5 separate regions of the Mus musculus genome follow, and regions 1, 2, 3 and 5 are each linked to region 4. Evidence: chromatin contacts called from public HiChIP or PLAC-seq and promoter capture Hi-C data. All regions are on one chromosome and are shown on one strand. Each heading gives the region's core, a stretch centred on a gene start, on an enhancer-like site or on the middle of the called end of the contact. The rest is flanking DNA. Distances are from core to core; before and after follow the strand shown. Region 1 overlaps Zdhhc14 (zinc finger, DHHC domain containing 14). Region 2 overlaps Snx9 (sorting nexin 9). Region 3 has its middle 9.3 kb from the start of Gm41519. Region 4 holds the start of Tmem242 (transmembrane protein 242). Region 5 holds the start of Synj2 (synaptojanin 2).

The links. Promoter capture Hi-C pulls out the DNA fragments that hold promoters and counts their contacts. HiChIP or PLAC-seq counts read pairs in DNA pulled down with a chosen protein or histone mark.
Region 1: a contact with region 4 is called in an H3K27ac HiChIP or PLAC-seq map of oligodendrocyte precursor cells, with 8 times the contacts expected there. The contact joins the enhancer-like site here to the promoter of Tmem242 in region 4. A contact is called at or near these places in 14 of 39 promoter capture datasets (3T3-L1-derived adipocytes, the C10 cell line, the HPC-7 cell line and 9 more), 3 of 15 datasets of contacts at CTCF or cohesin (the NIH/3T3 cell line, large pre-B cells and pro-B cells), 6 of 484 Hi-C or Micro-C datasets (the 3T3-L1 cell line, B cells, bone marrow-derived macrophages and 2 more), 22 of 115 datasets of contacts at active chromatin or transcription factors (the 230-238 cell line, bone marrow-derived macrophages, craniofacial prominence and 15 more) and 5 of 9 other capture datasets (adipose tissue, embryonic stem cells, liver and 2 more).
Region 2: a contact with region 4 is called in a promoter capture Hi-C map of liver, with 4 times the contacts expected there. The contact joins the enhancer-like site here to the promoter of Tmem242 in region 4. A contact is called at or near these places in 5 of 39 promoter capture datasets (HPC-7-derived erythroid cells, embryonic stem cells, frontonasal cranial neural crest and 2 more), 3 of 15 datasets of contacts at CTCF or cohesin (the NIH/3T3 cell line, large pre-B cells and pro-B cells), 50 of 484 Hi-C or Micro-C datasets (the AML12 cell line, B cells, the C2C12 cell line and 34 more) and 19 of 115 datasets of contacts at active chromatin or transcription factors (the 230-238 cell line, the HPC-7 cell line, astrocytes and 15 more).
Region 3: a promoter capture Hi-C map of the HPC-7 cell line shows a contact between it and region 4, with 6 times the contacts expected there. The contact joins the enhancer-like site here to the promoter of Tmem242 in region 4. A contact is called at or near these places in 22 of 39 promoter capture datasets (the 3T3-L1 cell line, 3T3-L1-derived adipocytes, the C10 cell line and 13 more), 3 of 15 datasets of contacts at CTCF or cohesin (the NIH/3T3 cell line and large pre-B cells), 4 of 484 Hi-C or Micro-C datasets (the 3T3-L1 cell line, the HPC-7 cell line, bone marrow-derived macrophages and 1 more), 21 of 115 datasets of contacts at active chromatin or transcription factors (the 230-238 cell line, the HPC-7 cell line, bone marrow-derived macrophages and 17 more) and 3 of 9 other capture datasets (embryonic trunk, macrophages and pancreatic islet).
Region 5: a promoter capture Hi-C map of embryonic stem cells shows a contact between it and region 4, with 4 times the contacts expected there. The contact joins the promoter of Synj2 here to the promoter of Tmem242 in region 4. A contact is called at or near these places in 20 of 39 promoter capture datasets (the C10 cell line, the HPC-7 cell line, HPC-7-derived erythroid cells and 13 more), 2 of 15 datasets of contacts at CTCF or cohesin (large pre-B cells and pro-B cells), 4 of 484 Hi-C or Micro-C datasets (the G1E-ER4 cell line, the N1E-115 cell line, Sertoli cells and 1 more), 17 of 115 datasets of contacts at active chromatin or transcription factors (the 230-238 cell line, the NIH/3T3 cell line, bone marrow-derived macrophages and 12 more) and 5 of 9 other capture datasets (adipose tissue, embryonic stem cells, liver and 2 more).

Annotation. Positions count from the first base shown.
Region 1 is chr17:5,703,595-5,706,294 of GRCm38.p6, reverse strand. The region is part of intron 3 of Zdhhc14 (zinc finger, DHHC domain containing 14); the gene reads right to left. Among named protein-coding and RNA genes, the nearest start is that of Gm41519, 66 kb to the left of the region's middle. Within about 2 kb of position 1,429, at least 8 of the 459 cell types and tissues checked have an H3K27ac peak or open chromatin away from gene starts, as enhancers often do. A contact at or near this core is called in oligodendrocyte precursor cells, where this site is marked.
Region 2 is chr17:5,871,196-5,873,957 of GRCm38.p6, reverse strand. The region is part of intron 1 of Snx9 (sorting nexin 9); the gene reads right to left. Among named protein-coding and RNA genes, the nearest start is that of Gm35474, 24 kb to the right of the region's middle. Within about 2 kb of position 1,302, at least 49 of the 459 cell types and tissues checked have an H3K27ac peak or open chromatin away from gene starts, as enhancers often do. A contact at or near this core is called in Sertoli cells, cerebellum, cerebral cortex and 3 more, where this site is marked.
Region 3 is chr17:5,778,624-5,781,513 of GRCm38.p6, reverse strand. No RefSeq gene overlaps it. Among named protein-coding and RNA genes, the nearest start is that of Gm41519, 9.3 kb to the right of the region's middle. Within about 2 kb of position 1,578, at least 10 of the 459 cell types and tissues checked have an H3K27ac peak or open chromatin away from gene starts, as enhancers often do. A contact at or near this core is called in the HPC-7 cell line, where this site is marked.
Region 4 is chr17:5,438,883-5,441,582 of GRCm38.p6, reverse strand. It overlaps Tmem242 (transmembrane protein 242), which reads left to right and starts at 1,323. Exons shown (of 4, transcript NM_027457.4): 1 at 1,323-1,450; 2 at 1,951-2,051. The coding sequence starts at 1,366.
Region 5 is chr17:5,939,647-5,942,532 of GRCm38.p6, reverse strand. Synj2 (synaptojanin 2) reads right to left here and starts at 1,253. Exons shown (of 27, transcript NM_001113353.2): 1 at 956-1,253. The coding sequence starts at 1,082.

The sequences.
Region 1 (2,700 bases), core at 180-2,679, 260 kb before region 4:
CGGCACTGTGAGAGGCCATGGAAGGCATTGGTGAAGGTGCAGCCTCAGTTGCTATTGATGGCCCAGGACTGAAGGGGTCATGCAAAGGAGTTGAGGCTTGGCACCATGAAGAGAGCCTATGAGAGGCTATTGTTGAAGCCTAGTTACAGTGAAAGACAGCAGCGTTTTGGAGATGCCGGTACCATGAGATGACTACCAAGAACAGCAGCAGCAGTGGAGTACAGGCATCTGGAGCCTAGAAGACAAGGTGTGTGCTACAAAGGGCATGGCTAGAGAAGTGACCCAAGCCTGTGGAGGAGCCCAGAAGATCATGAGTTCGATCCCAGACATTGGACAGTTGGAGTTTAATTTTTGCATTTGATTGTGACTGTGCCCTGATATTTTTCCCTCTTGAAGGAAGAAAGTATTTTAGTGGATCCCACAGTTAAGAGACTTTTAATTGTAAAAAGACTTTGGATTTTAAAAGATATTGGATGTTTTTAAAGGATTGAAATTTTAATAGTAAAGACTGTGGGACTTTTAAAGTTATTTAAGATCTTGCTTGGGGATGAATAAGAGCTAAGGGTTGAGGCTTATTAGTGATGTGTTTGTGTCAAGTTGACAAGGGGTCAATTGTACTGGTGGGTTCTGGGTGTCAACTTGACGCAGCTGGAGTTATCACAGAGAAAGGAGCTTCAGTTGGGGAAATGCCTCCACGAGATCCAACTGTAAGGCATTTTCTCAATTAGCAATCAAGGGGGAAAGGCCCCTTGTGGGTGGGACCATCTCTGGGCTGGTAGTCTTGGGTTCTACAAGAAAGCAGGCTGAGCAAGCCAGGGGAAGCAAGCCAGTAAAGAACATCCCTCCATGGCCTCTGCATCAGCTCCTGCTTCCTGACCTGCTTGAGTTCCAGTCCTGCATCCTTTGGTGATCAACAGCAGTATGGAAATGTAAGCCGAATAAACCCTTTCTTCCCCAACTTGCTTCTTGGTCATGAGGTTTGTGCAGGAATAGAAACCCTGACTAAGACAAATTGGTACCAACATAGTCTACCATTTTTACATACATGCCACGAACCCAACTTAGTCCTCCTGCCTACCAGGCAAGCACTTTACCAATGGAGCCATCTTTCCAGTCTGGTTCTTACCATTTAGTTCTCTTACTATCTAACGTTGCTAGACTCAGTGCTTTTAGGGCTCAATATTATTGTTCCATTTTACAGTTGGGGAAAGTGGCCATAGGACCCGGTGCGTATCCAAATTCTGAGCCTCTTTCCAGGGCTGTCTCTGATAGCAGTTCTCTGCTGGTCAAGGTGCCAAGTAGCTAGTTTGTCTCTTCTGAAACAGCTGTTTGGCTGTGCCATTTCAAGGGTCATGTGGGCTGTAGGTCCAGTGAGCCAGGAGCGAGGATGCAAGGCTCACTGCTGTACCGGGGCAGCGTGATTCTTTCAGCAGTAAACACTAGCCCATATCTAGAGGCCTCTACCCTCCATTGAGAAAGGGAGCCTTGTTCTCAGCCAGGGAACCCGGGGAAAGTGCAGACTTTTAATGCAGCCATGGGAATGTGACAGAGCTGCTGGTGCACATTATAGCTGTGTCTGTGGAGCTTGAGTGGGAGTGGGGTCTGATGCCAACCATGCAAGTCTCGGGAAGGGGGCTTCTTCCCGTACCTTCTTTTCTCAGCCCCCTTCCCCAAATGCATCCCATCTAACTTGTTGGAAAATAAAATCCTATGAATTAATAGATAGCTTTACAGAATTATTACAGGGTTTCTGATGGGACGCAACGTCTTCACTTCCAAAGGCATTTAGTGATATCTTTGGGATGGAAATGTAAATGCCAAAAGTCACCACATCTTATCACTGCCTGCATGGGATTTACCATCTTGACATCTCTCCAGTATCTTATAAACCAAGATTCTTTGCCTTTTAAACCCATTTCTTAAACAAAAACCGAAACAAAACAAAACAAAACAAAACCCCCCAAAACTACAACTGAATCCCTTCAATATAAAAGCACTTAGTAAATGTAGACTTGCTGCCTTTATGGCATCACCTTGGGCAGCTGTGTGGCCCACTCTAAAGTGGTCCTCTCCTCCCCATCCCTGCGATCTCACTGGCTCCAGCCAGCTTTCCCCTCACCAGTCAGGTTGCTAGGTCTCTGAGTTTTAAAGGAGTTTGACTAATGGACAGTGACGGTCCTTCCAGTCATCGCTCGGGCCTAATTCTATCCATTTGTCTTTTCAAACAGTCTGGGTTTGTCATCTGTTTTAACTCCAGTCCTCCAGTGGTAATGAATGTGTGTCTCTAGGAGAAGGGACAAGGAGGTTCTGGGGAGGCCGGCATTGATGCAGCTCATACTGTAACAGCCGTTCAGAAGCCGTTTTTGCTCCCTCTCCCCCCTCCCCTGACTCCCACAACAAAAGCCTGGGGTCTCTGCTTTTATCTTTTGTCTGTCTCCCCTGCCTTAGAACCTGAGGTCAGACTCTAACATGTGGGCGTGTTGACCAGTCAAGGACCACCCTGTCTAAACACGGTGATCACTCACCGGTTTCATCCTGTTCCGGGCTGAGAAATGGAGATAAGACTGACCGAGTTATCTTACTGTCAGCCTTTCAAAATGTCTTGTTCCTCACAACATCCGCCACAGGCACCCAAAGTCATCGTCCTAAACCTAAGTCACCTTAGATCCCGGGAGCATCGGAACTTCACAGCCCACCCCG
Region 2 (2,762 bases), core at 53-2,552, 430 kb before region 4:
TAGGCTCTGGGTTCTATACATACACTACCACCACAGACAGACACACACACACACACATACACACAAAGTAAAACACTTAGAAAATATATATGAGAACATGAAACTTAAAAAAAAACATTTAAAAACTTACAAAAAAGTAATTTCTCTGTAAATTATTTGGGGAAATCTGTTAGCAAGGTGAGACAGGAAACACAGCAGAAGCAGCAGCCACAGCACACTCCTACAGACAGGGCCCATGGAGTCTCCCTGTGTCTGTCAGCACACTCCAGTGCAAACTCCCAAGGACACTTTTTTTTTTGTGAAGAAATTATAAATGAATTTGTCCCACATGCACACACTGGAACAAACCATGGTAACAAACAAGCGAAGGCAAACTTCATTTTTAGCACTCTATAAGCCCTCAAACAATAATCCATGTCCAGGGACCGTGTGAAATAGTTCAAACATTTTCATCCAACTCCTTGATACAAGCTTAGTACAGCTTTCAGTGGTTCCCATTAGGTTCAGAGACAGCTTCATATCAGGCATGCCATAGAAGAAGTCTCAGCTATTGGTCTCTTGTCTTCTGCTAATGATCTCTGGCAGGTACTGTCTTAGTCAGGCTTTCTATTCCTGCACAAACATCATGACCAAGAAGCAAGTTGGGGAGGAAAGGGTTTATTCGGCTTACACTTCCACCCTGCTGTTCATCACCAAAGGAAGTCAGGACTGGAACTCAAGCAGGTCAGGAAGCAGGAGCTGATGCAGAGGCCATGGAGGGATGTTACTTACTGGCTTGCTTCCCCTGCCTTGCTCAGTGTGCTCTCTTATAGAACCCAAGACTACCAGCCCAGAGATGGTCCCACCCACAAGGGGCCTTTCCCCCTTGATCACTAATTGAGAAAATGCCTTACAGTTGGATCTCATGGAGGCATTTCCTCAACTGAAGCTCCTTTCTCTGTGATAACCCCAGCTGTGTCAAGTTGACACAAAACTAGCCAGTACATGAACCATTCCACCTTTTCCTATACAATTTATTCTGAGTACTCCAACAGTTCCACTTACATTTTTAAAAAAGCCTAATCTCAAGGGTGCTTTTAAAAATTTTCACTCAAAAAGGAATCTATCAAAATATCCCGCATAGCTCATGCCTTATGCTCCTCACAGAGATAGAAACGTCTCCAACTCTGAGCGGAAACAAGCTGAGCCGACCTAGGCTATGGCGCTGTGCCAGCAGCTGGAGAGCCGGTGCAGTGTGTCCACCCACAGGGGAGGACAGCACAGTAAAGAAAGCGTACGCTCTGGCACTGCAATCCACTGCTCCAACGATGGGGTGAGCCTAGAGCAGCCTCGGGGCAGGCAAGCGCATTCTGGTCCAGTGGCTAGGGAAGGAATCTGAGCAGAAAGCCCCACACTGAAGCACATTCCATGGAGTGAGAGACACAGAGATTAGAACCACAGGAGGACGGAGACTGCAGGAGCCTATCTGTACGAGTTTGCTGACGACATTAAGCTATACACCCTTCTCCAAGTACTGGGCTCTTTAGAAACATCCAACCATGAAGGGAAAAATTAATATACAAAAAATAAAATTAAAAGTGTTCTAAAATGTTGGAGTCTAGAAAGACAGCTCAGTAGTTGAGAGTGTCCATTGCTCTGGAGAGGAACTGCATTGAGTCTCAATCACGCAGCAAGTGCCTCACAAGGGCTTGTCACTCCATGTCACATGCAGCCATGTGCACATACACACAGAATTTGAAATAAAATACATCTTTAAAAACGAACCTGCTAAAGATGAAGGACTCAAATCACAATTTTAATAAGCCTTAAATGAAGATGAACCACAGGTCAAAAGTATGACGCCATTTATGAAAAGCAGGTGCTCAGAGCTTGGGAAGAGCCAGGGAGAACTGGGGAGTGAGTGTGCTTGCCCCTAAGAGCTGAGTGTAGTGTGTGCACCTGTAAGCCCAGCACTGAGGAGGTGGGGACAGGTGCGTCCCAAGGATTCACTAGCCAACCAGACTAGCTTAGATGGGGGCCCCAGGTTCACAGAGATCCAGCCTCAAAAACAAGGTGCATAGCAGTAAGGAGACACACCTCACTCACATCCAGTCTGGGCCTCTTAGCACACGGACAAGCGTGCCCTCACAAAAACGCATTAACCACATACATCCTAGAGAAAAAGTCATGTGTCTATTTGAGTATCAATGTGTTTCAGAAACAGCTAGAAGGACTCACATAAAATACCTTGGTGAGGGCCAAGCAAAGAAAAGGTTTGACTTTACCCCGGGTATTTCATTGCTCTGTTGTTGTTGTTGTTGTAGTTTTTTTAAAATAAAATGTTTATTCACTCAAAGATGATAACCAGGCCCAGTAGTGAGGGCTGTAACCCAGCAATCAGGAGGTCAGGAAGTAAGGAAGAAGGAACCCGAGGCCCAGGCCAGCCTGGGCTACACAGCCAGGTATCTCAAAAACACAAATCAGTAATATTGACAAAAAATAATAACTCTGGGAGCTATTTTTTTTTTTAAAAGAAGACAAACTAGATGTGGTGACGCATGCCTTTAATACTAACTGAGACTGAGGCCGAGGCCGAGGCAGGTAGATCTCTGAGTTTGAGGTCAGCTGGCCTACATAGCAAGTTCCAAGCCAGCCAGGGCCATACAGTGAGACTCTATCTTGACAGAGCAAGAAAGAGACAGAAATCAACGACACCAAAGCTGGAAGTTAGCTTTTAAACAAGCGTCAGTGTTTAACCAATGGAAATTTATTGAATAACTAAC
Region 3 (2,890 bases), core at 329-2,828, 340 kb before region 4:
ACACAAACAGCCAGGTCCCATTGCACACTCCTGGGGAGGGAGGCAGAGTCATGCTGAGAATTGACTTCTTATCCAGATTCCACAACTCCGGTGTGGGATCCACCGATCCTTTAGCCAAAGGTCCTTGTTGGGAGCCGCCCTCACATTCGCCGTTGCAAGATGGCGCTGACATCCTGTGTTCTAAGTGGTAAACAAATAATCTGCGCATGTGCCAAGGGTAGTTCTCCACCCCATGTGCTCTGCCTTCCCCGTGACGACAACTCGGCCGATGGGCTGCAGCCAATCAGGGAGTGACACGTCCTAGGCGGAGGATAATTCTCCTTAAAAGGGACGGGGTTACGCCATTCTCTCTCTTCTTCTCTTGCTCTGGCTCTTGCTCTCTTGCTCCTGAAGATGTAAGCAATAAAGCTTTGCCACAGAAGATTCCGGTTTGTTGTGTTCTTCCTGGCCGGTCGCGAGAACGCGTGTAAGAGGTCCTCATCTTTTCTTCTCTCATTACATTTTGCTTTGCCCTCCATTTGTCCTTTTGAAAAAGAACAGCTAATCACTCTCATCTGACTACACTTCTGCATGAACTTGACTGCAACAGAATCTTTTCTCTGGCCAGTCAGAATGAGCCGAGTGCTGACCACAGATGCCTTTGTCTCCTGTGCCTGACTTCCCACTGTCCTCTCAAGTGGCTCCACCCCATCTCCCATGCCAGGCGTCCTCCCCATGGCCCTGTGCCTGTGGTGCCTTTTCTCTTTCCTGCTTTTTCTTCTGCACTGTGTTTTCTGCTCTAGTTTTGCAATAGCAGACAGCAGCAGATATTTCAGTCCTGCTACTGCTAGAGATGGGGAGGCTGGAGACAGGAGACACACAGTGTTAGATCCCCAAGAGACCATCATTAGAGCCCCAGCGGCACCAGCTGCACAGAAAGTGTAGGGAGAGGAGAAGACAGAGGTCTACTATTGCTCTTCTGGAAAACCCACTTTTCCTTGGACATGAAGTCATTTGGAAGGACAGAGCCAGTTGGGCTGACTCTAATAATCCAAGCCACAGTTTGGCAGGATGTAGAGAGACTGTTTTACAAGCAACACCTGCCAATAAAAAAAGCTTATGGCCAATGAGCCAAGGCAGGAAATAGGAGGTGGGACATCCAGCAGGGATAGAGAGAATTCTGGGAAATGGAGGCGTGAGAGATTCAGGTTGGAAGGGTGATGAGATGGATGTAAATCAGCAGGTAGCTGAACTCAGGACAGAATGAAGAGGGGATTCACCCCAGGAACTCTGAGGAGACGTACATAAGAAGACAAGGAGAGGACTTGTGCTGAGTCTGGTGTGCTATGAGTCTAAGTAAAGAAACCCAAGTTCATAGTGACCTTATAAAGTAGACACTATTATCTCTATTTTTAAGCTGAAGCTCAGAGAAGTTGAGTAACATTTGCAAGGCCACACAGCTAACACAAGATCCAGGACCTCTGACCCAGCTCCAATGGTCCCTTTTCCAAATTGTTCAACATTCTCTCAGGGGTCCCTGGATGCCAGGTCATTGAATTGTGCTGAGTCAGCCTCCAAAGGACATGGTAGAGACTCTGTAGAGAACCAAGAAGAGGAAGCAAGTCAGGGGTGTGTGGACAGGGCATTTGGCCTCTGTCCTCTGAAATGTAAATATCCAGTCCTATGAGTTCACGCTGGCACCAGGGCAATGAAAGGTTTAAAGGCAGAGCTTCATGGGCACAGTATGCTTTCTGGTTAAACTGTGCTGTTTCCTACACACACACACACACACACACACACACACACACACACTGCTGACTACAGAGGTGGCAGGTGCAGAGCCAAGTCATTTCAACTTGGGCTATTTTGCAGGAGAGTTGTTGGGACCCTGAATCCTGGGGGAAAGTGTCAAATATGCTAATATTTTGCTGTGGGATGACTGATGACTGTTTTTCCATAAGTCAACGTTACTTTTCCAGCAAATACATATTACACATGTACTATTTATAAGATGCCATGCATACTGTGAATAAATGATTGATGCAGTCCCCATGAAGCTGTCCATCCATAGCGTGATATCAACATGTCCTATTTTTGTTTGCTTTTTGGCTCCTGTGATTTGATAGGTCCATTGCTGCTCTTAGACAGGCACCACTGATGACAAATGTTGGGACCTAATGTGTGTTGACATCTTGTGACTCAGCTGAAGGCCTCTCATGATAAAGAAAGGCTGTGTCCACTGAGCTATAATGAACAGGTGGCACATCTGCACTTGTCCCCAAGTATGATAATATAATGTGCACTTGTGTCTTTGCCTCATGCTCCTAACATAGAGTCCTAAAAACATCACTCTTCTGAGTGGTTGGAGTTCTTTAAGCATGCTAAGGAGCTGACTCATGGCTGAGCTTCAGGGTAGGACTGGGCCCCAGAGAGACCACTTGACAAGAGAGTGTGACTTTCAGCCCATCTGTGGGAAGGGGAGAAGGGCTGGACACTGACCTAATCACTGATGATTCAATTAGTCATACCTATATGGAGCCTCCATAGAAATTCCTAGTAGACAGGGCTGTCGCGTCCGCTCTCGACCAGCAAGAATGACACGACCACCAGTCCTTCTAACAGCAGTTTATTCAGTCCTGTTTCTTCTTGTTTATATCTCCCCCGAACCCTGGGCCTCTCACTCTTTTATACTCTCAGTTCCCATCCACGCACAGCAGGCCACGCCACTTCACCAGGCACGCAGCTTCAGCTAATTCACCGGGATCCTGGTACACCTGCGCAGCTCTCATGATGTTTGTGGCTTATATTCAGGTGTATGAGGAAGTCAGGTGCAAGCCATAAGACTTAGCTGCAGTCCCTGGCGCCTTTGGGACTGCTGCCACACCTGCTCCTCACATCTCCCACTTTTTTC
Region 4 (2,700 bases), core at 74-2,573:
ACTTTTAAAAGATTGAAACTGGGTCTTGTTACCTAGGTTAGATTTGAATTTATCCTCTTGTATCAGCTTTTCAAGTGGTCAAGAGGGATGTACAACACACACACACACACACACACACACACACACACACACGCACCTCTTCATTCAAAAATCCTGTGAGGTACTGTTTCCATAGTTAATAATTGAGGGGAACGAGGTAACGAGAGGCTATATGGCAAACACCAAGTTCACACAAATAAGAAGTGCTTTACGACCTGAACGCAGGTCTGAGCTAATAAATGCATTTAACTGCTGCAAAAACTAATGCTTTCATTTACCCGTCCCTCGGACAGGCATTTATTATACATGACCAGGTAATACACTGAGAGCTGGGGAATATCAAATGAGTATAGATAACAATCTCCACCCTCAAGATGCCCATGCCCTTAAAGTGCTCAGAAAAAGGCTAGAGGCTAAAGAACTGGCTTCATTTTAAAAGATGATGCCATATGTCTTAGGTCTCCCTTTGAGAGGCTGAAAACGTTGGCTACTTCCCACTACTCTTCCCTCAATAGCCATTTACTCTGTCCGTAGACCCTGGCACATCGTCCTCCCAGGCCTGCTTGCAGGCTGCTAAGGATCCCAGCAAGTCCGGGGCAGCCTTGGAGCCCGTGTTAATAAGCTTTGAGAGAGGGCCTCTGTACTCTGCTCTCTAGATTGGCTCAGTTCATTCAATCATTTAGCCAGCCCAGCGCGTCCACTGGGGGCGGGCAAATCAGATCTTGGGAAGGGCGTGTGCTTCGAAGCTGGTGAGATGTTTCTCTTCCAGAATTGGGCATGTCACTTAACCCTGAAATAACTATTTCGAAATTTCTCAGAAAGAAGCGGGGAAAATATTGAGGCTTGCTTTTTAGAATCGTGGTCTGTTAGTGCGGACCAAATCCTTAGAAGCAGTGCAAGTGTATCTGGAGTGGTAAACAGCTCCAGGATCCAAGCCAGGCAGATGGGCTCCCGGCTCCATTTGCGACCTCTCACTGCCTCCTAGAGTCGGAACTGAGTATTCTTCCAAGTAGGGAAAACAAAACAAAACCAAAAAAAAAAAAACCCAAAACCTTACTAAAGTCCAACAGATCATCACCTTGCAAGAAGGCGAGTGATCCTCCCAGGAGGGCCGTCTTGTGGGGCGCCGCCCTCGGCTCTGGGCTGGGACAGAGAGCAGCCTTTCTGTCTTCTCTCACTGCAAGAGTGTTAAGCGGGGAAAGTGGGAAACCCGGACCTTTCTTCAGGTTGCACAGGGAAGGCAGCCGCGGAACCTTTCTTCTCTCTCCCTTGAGCTTCCACTCGGGCCTCTTTGGTAACGGAAACAGTAGAGTAGGAGACTTTAAAATGGAGACCTCGGGTCCTGGGCCCGGGGAGTCCTCTGAATTAGAAGCTCCAGGGTCTCCGGACGATCGGTTGTTTCTGGTTAAAGGTATGCTTGCTCTGAGCTGGGATGTGATGTTCCGGAACACATTCTTTTCTGAGAGCCCTTATTCTGAACTCAGCCAGTGGGGCCCATATGTCACTCACCAGGTGAAGTCTCCTTGGGCAGGGGCGGGTAAATCCTGCCATCTACTCTCCAGTCCATACTGTATTTACCCATCCTTATCTATAGTTTTTCTTGTGCCCTGCCCTTTTCTGATTGCCACGATCTCTTCTTCCCGTGGAAAAACTTCGCGCTGCTGTCCTTGAGGACAGAGAGAAGGGAAAAAAACCCATTCTCAGCCCTGAAGAACTGAGCTTCAGAGCGTACCCTTGAACCAGAAACCCGAGGTCGTGAGATCACGCAGGTTTCTCAGACCCACTTCACAAGAGCCGCCTAGCCATGATGTTTCGAGTTTTGAATGTAATCCTGAAAGTTTCTGATACTTCGTTGTGCAATTCTCTTTAATTTAAGTTTTATTTTTAATCCCTTCTCTCAATTCTTGGCAGGTGGAATTTTCCTTGGTTCTGCAGCCGCAGCGGGAATGCTAGCTGGATTTGTTACAACATTATCATTAGCTAAAAAGAAAAGCCCTGAGTGGTTCAATAAGGTTTGTGACTCTGAAATCCATTCATAGCATTGCTATTGTTTTTAACAAAGGACAGCTTTTTGCATAGGAAAAAATAGTGACCTTCATTCACATGGTTTTGAAAATACACCCACAAACCCTCATGGGTTTAAGAAGTATACTAGTTGTCAGTCTTGATTTTTTTTTCCGTGTGCTTCCTTAAAAATTAACAGAATGAGGCTTTGAAGAATAACTGAGCAAAACTTTGGAAACATTGTTTTCCCTACAGCATGAATAAGTAATTTAGTATTGATAATAAGAGACCTTGCTTTGAAAGAAAAGCAATATCACTTAAACTATTGGTGCTGGTTGCAAGAAGTATATTTATTTCATAGATGTTAAAATTTTAACATTTTTTTAGAATGAGTGAAAACTTTGTTTTTGTGTTTTAATGCAAGGGCCGCAGTCGCTATAAAGTGCCTGGCACACAGTAGGTGCTCATAAAGTGTTGGGTGACTAACTATATCCACTAGAGACAGAAGATCATTATTCTGTTAGCAGGATTGTACATTTGCTGTTTGTCGTGTGCCTGCTTTCCCTGGTTGGTGGGGAATTTCTTGATGTGTATTGTAGTTGCTTATAATGTCTTGTCTTTTCCCCTCCCACCCATATTGCTGACTTACTGTTCGCC
Region 5 (2,886 bases), core at 4-2,503, 500 kb before region 4:
CTGGACACCCACTGTCTTAAACCTGCCCTTCAAGGCTCATCATTAAAATCTTACTGATCCTATCTGACTGCTGGCTTTATGCTACCTAGATCTTCTTGCAAATGTCAATTACAAAACTAGGGATCCGGAAGTTGGACTTACCAGGAAGGCATGCACCGCATGACATCACCAAAATAGCCACACACAAGTCTGTGTTGCCTGGAGCAAGTGTCTTAGCCTCTTTAGGCCCCAGTTTGTTTATCTTTATTACGAGCTAAAACTGCAAAGGTTGTGTAAGATTTTGTCTCTAAAGTCCTTAGCACAATGCTGATCTCACAATTTCTGAAGTCAATCAATGAAATACAATGGCTTGCCCTCACCTAACACCCAGCATAAAGATAAAGTCACTAGAGAGTATATTTGCTTCTACTCCTGCTTCTGATGGAGTATTTATAGGAGACAAATGAAGGGTGCCATCGACGTTTCTCAAAGTCTGTTTTGGTGCCTACGTGTCATCCCTTCAGGCAAGGCAATGCTGCTTTGGTGTATTCAACAGGTGCACAAGCATGGGAGCACTAGGTGGACTCCTCCTCAGGGCACCCTCCTCAGAGTGTCCAGAACATGCTAGGTTTCGGCACTGAGCACCAGGAGCGGAAATCAGAGCCAGTTGGCTCTCCAAGAACAGACGCCTGCCACCCAAGCCCCAGGAAGAGCGCCCCCGAGACATCCCCGCCCTCAGGCGAGCGCGACGCTTAGTCCAGCCAAATGTGCCAGCTCTCTGGTGTCCCCCGCACCCAGTACTCCCGCGGACAAGCGCCCCTGGCCATCCCCAAGCCGCCGGGGTCCTCCCTGTCGGGGAACCGAGCGCCCCTAGTTCTCAGGTCTCCGCGAAGTCGCTCGCCTTCACTAATTCCCGCCCTCCCTCCCTCCCCGGCGTTGCTGCCCAAGTGGGGAGCACGGGGAGCGCGGCACTCACCCAGCGTGGCCACTGCGCCGGCCTCGAAGAGCAGGCAGTCGCCGCGGCCCCGCGCCTCCAACAGCACGCTGCTCGGGCCAGTGGGGTCCAGCCGCGCCAGCAGCCGCAGCCCTTTGCTTAGAGCCATGGGCGCGGGGAGCAGAGGAGAGCGGGGACCAGGTCCCGCCCGAGGGTGTGCGGCTACCAGGAGTTTCACTTTGTGCCGGGCTCCAGTGCCCACGGCTCCTCCTCCTCCTCCTCCTCCTCCTCCTCCTCCTCCTCCTCCTCCTCCTCCTCCTCCTCCTCCTCCTCCTCCTCCTCCTCCTCCTCCTCCTCCTCCCCTAACACCACGACAGCCTCCTCCTCCTCCTCCTTTCTCCTCCACCCCCTCCTCCCCCTCCCTCCCTCCCTCCTCCTCCTCCGCCCGGGCCCCGCCGCACTGCCCCGAGCAGGTGAGGTGGCGCTGCCGCCCAGCCTCTCCGACGACGACCGCGCTCCCCCAAGCGGCGAGGCAGGCACCTGCGAGCCACAGCGGGAACCCAGACTGCGCCCGGTGGGCTTGAGCTCGCCAGGGCTCAGTACTCCGGGACGGTCCTCCCTGCTGGGGGCGGCTGCGGGCGAAGGAGATTCCACACATTCCTCGCCGCGGAGGAGGCTGCAGCCGCGGAGAGCCTCAGGAGCCCGGACCCTGCCCGGATTCCCGCGGCCTTATATGGGTAGCTGGGGGCTGAGGGCTGAGCAGGGCTGGCAACCCCCCACCCCACCCCTGCCGCCACCGCTTGTCCGGCGCAGCACTTCTTCCCACGCCCACCCCACCCCCACGCCTGAGACCCCGGATGGGGCCATTGGGTTCTGTGCCTCAGTCTCCCTGAATGGAACTGCAGAAACGCAAAGTGGCCTTCACTCTGAAACTACCGTGGTGATTGAGTATGTTCTTGTGAGTGGTGTGTGTGTGTGTGTGTGTGTGTGTGTGTGTGTGTGTGTGTGCCTGACACACTCTTTAAATGCTGCCTTCTACCGAAGACTTTAATTCACTGTGCGACCCAAACTGGTGTTGCGTTGTGTCCGAGAGATGAGACATCTATTCCCTGCTATCCCCTTTACCACATGACCTTGACCTCGCTGAGATGCACATGGCCTCGCCTATCAGAGTGACAGGTGAGGAACCCCCACCTGAGGATCTCAGTGCCTGTTCTTGCTCAGCATTGATGAGTATTCTGTGATCTGCAACCTTCAAGCAACTCGAGGCAAGGCCTCTTGGTCCTTGGGTCGGGTTGGTCAGGATTGGTCTGCTAGCCAAGGGAGAACGCAGCCAGGTCGAACTGGAAGCACCTTTGGGCGCGTTTGGAGCATCCTTTCCTAGTGTGATGCCTCTAGAGGTCCTCACCCGCAAGTTTCCAGCAGGCCACCCTAACAGCTGGGTTCCTCTGCCGCCCGCCCGCCCCATTCTGCTGTGCTAAGACCAAGAGTGGCGCATGGCTTTCGGAGGTTGGTTCTCCACAGCTTCTTTATACAGTGGAGAGATCACCACCCCATGCAAGTCGTGTAACATTAAGTGTAGCAAACTCGGCTGGGCAGGGTGGCCGGCACCTTTAATCCTAGCACTAGGGAGGCAGAGACAGGCAAAATTTTATTCTTTATAGAAACAAAGTCACCCTCAACCACCTTCCCTTTTCTGTATCCAAACAAAATAAACAGCGGCTCCATCCAGAGGGGTGACAGCAGCCCTGGGTGGTCCAGTGGAGATGAAGAATTTGTTAGAAAGCCTTAGTCTCAAGTCCTAGAGTCAGCTCCTCTCCCCTCCTCCCCCTCCACCCCTTCTCCTCCTTCCCCTTCCCTCTTCCTCCCCCCCCCCCCCCCGCCCCCCACTCTCCCTTAGTCTCTGGTGCACTCTCAAACAGGTCATGGTCCAACTGCTGGAATCTTCCCAACTGTATATCCCACAAAAGTTT